Linked DNA regions of Hordeum vulgare: region 2 is linked to region 1. The links are chromatin contacts, called in public Hi-C maps. All regions are on one chromosome and are shown on one strand. Each heading gives the region's core, a stretch centred on a gene start, on an enhancer-like site or on the middle of the called end of the contact. The rest is flanking DNA. Distances are from core to core; before and after follow the strand shown. Region 1 holds the start of LOC123444798 (sterol 3-beta-glucosyltransferase UGT80B1). Region 2 holds the start of LOC123444801 (bZIP transcription factor 12-like).

The links. A called contact is a pair of places that touch in the nucleus more often than the background predicts.
Region 2: a contact with region 1 is called in a Hi-C map of leaf, with 5 times the contacts expected there. The contact joins the promoter of LOC123444801 here to the promoter of LOC123444798 in region 1. A contact is called at or near these places in 3 of 6 Hi-C or Micro-C datasets (leaf and seedling) and 1 of 1 datasets of contacts at active chromatin or transcription factors (embryo).

The regions. Positions count from the first base shown.
Region 1 is chr3H:537,906,294-537,909,832 of MorexV3_pseudomolecules_assembly, forward strand. It overlaps LOC123444798 (sterol 3-beta-glucosyltransferase UGT80B1), which reads right to left and starts at 1,824. Exons shown (of 14, transcript XM_045121646.1): 1 at 1,307-1,824; 2 at 307-440. The coding sequence starts at 1,517.
Region 2 is chr3H:538,123,755-538,127,293 of MorexV3_pseudomolecules_assembly, forward strand. LOC123444801 (bZIP transcription factor 12-like) reads left to right here and starts at 1,738. Exons shown (of 4, transcript XM_045121649.1): 1 at 1,738-2,523; 2 at 2,648-2,719; 3 at 2,928-2,957. The coding sequence starts at 1,969.

The DNA of each region.
Region 1 (3,539 bases), core at 574-3,073:
CTAAAACAAAGCTCTAGTCTGCCAAGATTGTGGTAAACAGCAGACCAAACATCAATCTATTCTTGGGACAAGCATAACCGAGCAGACAGAGTCATAACTGCAGCTATATATCACTCCACTGGAGGAGGCTAGTATGCACTACCACCAACTCTTAATATTAGAAGGTCAACAAAACTATTGCATCACTGGTAAAAATACAGACTGACTGACAAATTTCACAGCATGTAAACAGTTCTTGAGGAAAAATAACACATGGTATACCAAATGTGCAAAGGTATCAATCAAAGTATGTGCTAGCAGGCTTACCTTATCATTTTCTGATAGCATATCCAACGTGAGGTCACATTTAAGCAACCTATCAGAGTATGATCTTACAAAAGCATGATCTTGTCCTCTAAAACGACCAGAAGTTGCAGTTGTGGATTTACTATGCCCGAATCCTGTAGAAATCCAGAACAACGCTATAAACAATGATGTTTCAGAGAAAAAATGCACATACAGAATAAGGTAATTGTGCTGTACACGTTAACATTTCTGTTGTTCTATTAGTTGATTTTCCAGATTTTTTTTAACAAGCGAAAATGACTTAATTCTGAATAGAGAGCAAAGTGGCGTCATCAGTCGACCCAACTGATACAATTGGGAACTACTCCCTCCATCCCATAATATAAGAGCATGTTTGACACAGTGTAGTGTCAAAAACGCTCTAATATTATGGGACGGAGAGAGTAAATTGCAACACTAACATTGAGAATTTGAGTTCTCTCAAAAAAAAAAACATTGACCGTTTGAGACAGATGATTTCTACATGGTGTTCCGTACAGTTCCATTCAAAACACGATTATTCCTTTTAGGAGGAACTGAAATCACTATAGCTTGATAAAGAAAGAACATGACTAGGATGAACCACAGAAATCAAAATCAAAATATTGTAATGATAACCAGTCCACTAGTTCTCCACAGCAGGAGCAAAATTATAAGGCCTAGCGCAGCTACCAGCTACACTCAACACTACGGTTTACACCTTGGGCTGAACTCTTCCACTTCAATATTTCGAGGTTACCTTGACTAAAAGCATAAAGGCAGGCCCCTTTTTTCATACTATAACGTAAACCACCCAATCCGTCAGACATTTACATTGTCAGTGATACTGAACTCGACGACACCAAAGGCAAGGTTTGCCTTTCTGAATATAAACCCCCTGACGTCTCAAATTCAGAACACAGGTGTATTGCTGAATCCTTACAGATCATGCGCCCACCAGGGACCAGGCACAGAACAAAAAAAAAAAAAACTCGAGGCGAACCTTCACGACGCGAGGAGGGGAACCCATCGGCGTCGACCGATCCGGAGAACCTCTCGTCCATGGAGCTCAGCACGAACTCCCTCGTCCCCTCGGCGAAGGAGGAGGAAGACGAGGACGAGGCGCCCGCCCCGTCCCGGCCCCCTCTCCTCCTCCGAAGGTCGCCGCTCCCGCTCCCCTCTCCGGCCACCGACGTTTCGCTGTTGCGCCCCATACCCCCCGCCCGCGTGGACGACGACGGCGGGGTTGACCCGACCGGGCCGGGGGGGATGCTGTGCTACTGGCGCCCGCGACGCCGCGTTCGCATTGGCCGCGCCGCGTGGAAGGCGAGAGCTTCGAGGCCCTCGTGGGAGTGTGGGCGCGGCGCGAGGTGAGGGGCGGAGAGGGACGTGCAGGCGTGCAGCTACGAGGCTGCCGTGCCGGCTCGCTCCAGAGAGAGAAGGGTGAGGTGGAGGTGGAGGTGGAGGTGGACTCGCTGGCGTTTGGTGCGGGAACGACGAGGGGAGGTGGAGCCCCGTGCGAGATGCCGCTTCCGCTGGTGTGGGCGAGTCAATGGCCTCCTGGCCGACTGGAAGCTGGCAACGTGGTCGTGGGCCCAAGCAGGCCAGAAGACCGTAGCGGCTGTGGCCTGTGAGGAAGCTTTGGAGATAAATATCCAAAAAATAGGGAAACATTTAAGATCGATCTAATTACATTGAGGTATGTGAAATGAGTTTAAAAAAGCATTCATGCATATAGAAGTAGTACAACGAAATATTAATTAGCTATTAGGAGTAAATGCAATGCGCCTTAAACCTTGTCTATTATGGAAATGCACGTAAATTTAACTGTGCCTTCTAAACCGTGACGGAGGTAGTACCACAGTCCGCGGCGTCGCTGGTAAACTATGAAACGCCGGTCCACTCTGCGTTGCCGGCCACAACGGCAACGCCAGACTACTGCGCGTTTTCGACCACAACCGCAACGTCAAGCAGCCTAGCGTTTCTACGGCCTATATCTGTTTCGGCCCGCCCCACCACCCACCCATCCACCCGCTCTTCCTCCTCTCCTCCCTGCGAACAAAGGTGAAAAACGCCTCTCTCCTCCTCCCGACCCCCCCCCCTTCGATCTTCCTCCTCCCTCAACCATTTTTGCGAATCTTTGGGGCAAATCGAAGAGGCCGGTAAGCTCCTTCAATCCCTCCAATCACTTCTTGCAATAACTTTGTATTTTTTTGAGCTTTTTATGGCACTAGGTGCAACCTAGGTTTTCTAGTAAAACAAATTTTGGTGATGATTTAGTTGTCTAGTATCATATGATTTAGTAGTACGGATGAGGGTTGGCCAAGAATGAGTGCATTGCGAATCATGATGTAAATTTGTGTATTTTTTATAGTTGCAAGTGTGATGGTGAATGCATATCCTAAAAGTATTTGTTTATATTATTTAGGATGTTTCAGCCGGATAAATATCCGAGCCTTGATGATTTCTATGAGCAGAAGCATCGTGCGGTGCTAGTGGAAAGAGGGGAGGTAATTATCCTGGTCTTGATGATTATCTTTCTATATTGGTTGATTTTCATATTGTGACAAGTTGTGAGAAGTAATAAATTATGTGTTTGTTTGTTTAGGTTCCTCCACTACTTCGGTTGAGGGGGCACAACCCGAATGAATCTCTCTTATATGACCCTCGGTACGAGCCTTATTTTAGAAGAATGGATCTTCTTTAGTTTGTGCTCAACTTTAAAGGCACACCACCATGGTTGAGCACCACATCCCTTACCACCCTTACGGACCGTTGGAAGCCTGAGACGCACTCTTTTCACCTTGCTCTTGGTGAGATGACCATAACTTTGGAGGATATTGATATGATCACCGGGCTTTCGATCGAGGGCAGGGCTCTTACTAGGAAGGTTAGGTCTGATGGATGGCGACAACGGGTTGCAGCATTGGTTGGTGTTGAACATGAGTCGTGGACTCATGAAACCAGGAAGGATCCTAGGCCATCCGACGTGTTGTTCTCGTGGATACAGGAACATTTTCGCAAGTGCCCAAAGGGTGCTAGTACGGATGTTGTGGAGAGGTACGCCAGGGCTTACCTATGGAATCTTTTAAACCAAGTGGTGTTTCCGGATGGCACGGGGGACACAACCTCGTGGATGTTTGATGCGTATCCAACGTATCTATATTTTTTGATGATTTCATGCTATTATCTTGTCAAACTTTGGATGTTTTGTATGCCTTTTATATCTTTTTGGG
Region 2 (3,539 bases), core at 488-2,987, 220 kb after region 1:
ACGGTCGGCTTCGGTTGGTGAAGCCATGGCGATGACGAGGGCGACACGGACGTAGACGAAGCAGACGTACGGGGGCGAGCAGTCGCGTGATCGCTCCCGAAAACCTAATCGCCCCTCTCCCGTACAGGATCCGGAGAGGTGGGGTTTCATAGGCCCGCTCTCCCGTCGACCGTGTACGCGGTGAACGGGACGGAATCGCCGGCGGCAGCAGCAGCAAAAGGAACGAGCGCCTGAGACAGAGGCGATTTGATCTCGTGACGGCTAGGGTTGGCGTTAGCCCTGCTTATATAGGCGGCCAGGTGCCCACGTCCGAGTCGGTAACAGCCCACGATTCGACGTCTCCGATCATGGCGTGTCCGTTACGTACTCTCCGTTCTCGACCGACAAAAATAAGCGCGTAGGTATGAGTTCGGCTCGGCTCATTCCCGCAACCTGCGTTCTGATGAGGCGTGGCGAGGCAGGCGACAGAGGAGGAGTGCGCAAGGGCCTCTTCTCTTCTCATGCTTCAATAGCATGTAGAATAGAGACCCTTATAAAGGGGTCCAACTCCCCCTCCGCTAGCAAGGTGGGACTAAACTTCCCACCACTCCTTATCATTGCCACCACCTACATGGGCCCTTAGAGATTTCTGAAATTGTCTCATGGGCCTAAGGCCCATCACAGATTTCAACACTATATGTATTTATAGTGGTATACTACTTGCTTTGATTTCTAAGTGTGAGATAGACATGGTGATGTTGATAGGAATAATATCTGAACTCTGCGATGACGACAACCTTGACCCTGAGCAAGGTTTGATCTATAAAAAACAATTAGTTAGCATCATGTGATAGTTTACACTAGAACAGGAAAATGATGAGGCCCTTGAACTGAAATTAGATGTGAACTGAATTAGGAAGGAGATTAGGAGAATAGAATTAGGAACGTGGTGATGGGAGAAGGCCGACCTGAATTAGGAGCGCGATGATGGACGAAGGCAGACCTGTAGGCTGCAGTGCGGCGTTTAGGCGACGGCGGTGAGCTAGGGTTGGGAGCCTGCAAAATCGCTGCAGATTATACAACCTTTTTGATTTATTTCTTTACGTGAAGGAGGAAGAGGCCATCGCTAATCAAGGCGTACATGTCGCTCGACCCAAGCGTGTACAGTTCCACCCTGTTCTAATGCCTACTCACCTAATCATGTCGTTGTTTCTAATCATGATGCTACTGTGTGACGGAATCGTACCGCTGGAACTGAAAGGCCTCGCATGTATATACATACCTGGCTGGGGGCCCCTAGTTTTGGGGGGGGGGGGGGAGGTGTTTGCCCCGTGCCCCTAGGGCCGGCCCTGCCTTCATTGAACTCCAAAAGACTTCATCAATAAATATATCGATTCAGTATTTCAAAGATACTCATATGAATAAAGTATACGTGAATGAATTCATAAAAATAAGTGTACGTGCATATTATACATTTGTATCCCGTTAAAAAAGTACATACAAATGAGACACGGAACGGCCTCAGAGAGAGGAGCCCGCGCAGTCGATCCCAGCTTATCCTCACCCTGTTTACCCTGGGGCACCCACAGTGTACGTCACCTGCCCAGCGGGGCCAGGTCAGAAAAAGGCAAGGGGAAGCAATCCAACGGGCCTGCCGGCGCGCCCGATCGGACGGCGGTCAAATCAAACCCCGAACCCGCGCGAAAGCGCGGTCAATCATTGGGCAATCGACGGCTATAAACCCCCCGCCCCATCTTCCCCGCCGATACGATCACATCGCGCCGGTCAGTGGTCACTCGCGCCGTAATCACGCGCACCTTCCGTAACACTCGGCCGAGGAGGGGAAGCCACGAGAAGCCGAGAGCACGCGCGCGACGCCAACCAACCGGACCAACCACCGCCCCGCGCTGCTCCGACGGGGACGGGACGGAGCTGAACCGTGAGGCGCGGCCGCGGCGATGGCCTGGAGGAGGGCCTAGGCGCGGCCGCATGGCGTCGTCGAGGGTGATGGCGTCGTCGAAGCCGTCGCACACGGCGTCGGATCTCGCGCGCTTCGCGCAGGCCGCGGGGAGGCCCGGCGGCGGGGGCGGCAGCGGGCTGGGGTCCATGAACGTGGAGGAGCTGCTCCGCGGCATCTACGGCGACGCCCCCACGCCTGCGCCCGACCGGCCGGCGTCGCCCCCCGTCCCGCCGCCCCCGGCGGCTGTCACCGCGCGGCGGACGGCGGACGAGGTGTGGAGGGAGATCACCGGCGGCAGCGGCGGGGAGGAGGAGGCCTCCGCCGGCGGGGCCGCGGAGATGACGCTGGAGGACTTCCTGGCGAGGGAGGACGGCGCCGTCGTCAGGGCCCCCGGCCCTTCTTCCGCGGCGCCGGAGGAGCACGCGGCGACGCCGACGACGGGGTTTATCGGCGGGGCGCGGGGCGGCGGCGTGAGGGGGAGGAAGCGGCAGCTCCTGGACCCCATGGACCGCGCCGCGATGCAGCGGCAGAAGCGGATGATCAAGAACCGCGAGTCGGCGGCGAGGTCGCGAGAGAGGAAGCAGGTGGGCGGTACAAACTCGTTACGTACTGCCTTTTACCTCTTTACAGGCATCGAAAGCTCCTTCTGAAGTCTTGATCAAGTGAATTTAACTGAGTGGTTTGGCGGTAATATTTTTGGTTGGTCAGGCCTACATAGCCGAGCTCGAGTCGTTGGTCACGCAGCTCGAAGAGGAGAACGCCCACCTGTCCAAAGAACAGGTATTGCTCCCTCCCACTTGTCCTCTCGTGGTTTGAGGCCGAATATATATGTGACGGAGCTGTTTCTTCAAGTTCTGAGTTTTCTTTTACTTTTTGAGAAAGACAAGCTGTATTTTCAAAGATCTTGCATTGCATGTTCGTCTCAACGGATGTGTGTTCTTACAGTTTTAGCAAACTCTGATGGTGATATGTTTTATGTGTGTTCCAGGAGGAGGCAAACCAGAGACGGCTTAAAGAGGTGTGTTTAATTTAAACTGCCAAAGCGTCTTATATTTGTGTGAACAGAGGGTGCATTTCTTTGTTTGCCACATAATAATATGCCACACGATTGAAGTTATTAGGATTTCATTTGCTAACTGCTCACTTCGTTTTTAAATATAAATCTTTCTAGAAATTTTACTACAAACTACATAAGAAGTGAAATGAGTGAATCTACATTTTAAAATATATTTATATACATCCGTATATAATCCGTTGTGAAAGATCTAGAAAGACCTATATTTAAGAACGAAGGAAGTATAATTTTTATAAGATCAGCCTGCTAACACAAAACACAATCCATCTTGTTGAAGTAGCTAGACTACCCTTCTGGCCTTCTTCTATGACCTTCTTTACTCTAGAAATTGCAACCTTCTGAACATTTGAATACTTTCCACCACTTGGTGGGTCAGCGGTTCGCGGTGTTTTATCAAATATTTTCAAAAAGCATAAGTCAGACACCATCTTTAGTCTGACAACATTCTTCAGTAATGAGTGTACTTTCATAACAGTGCTTTCATCTTGTGTGGGAATACACGTTTCAGAACATATCCATGGTTAC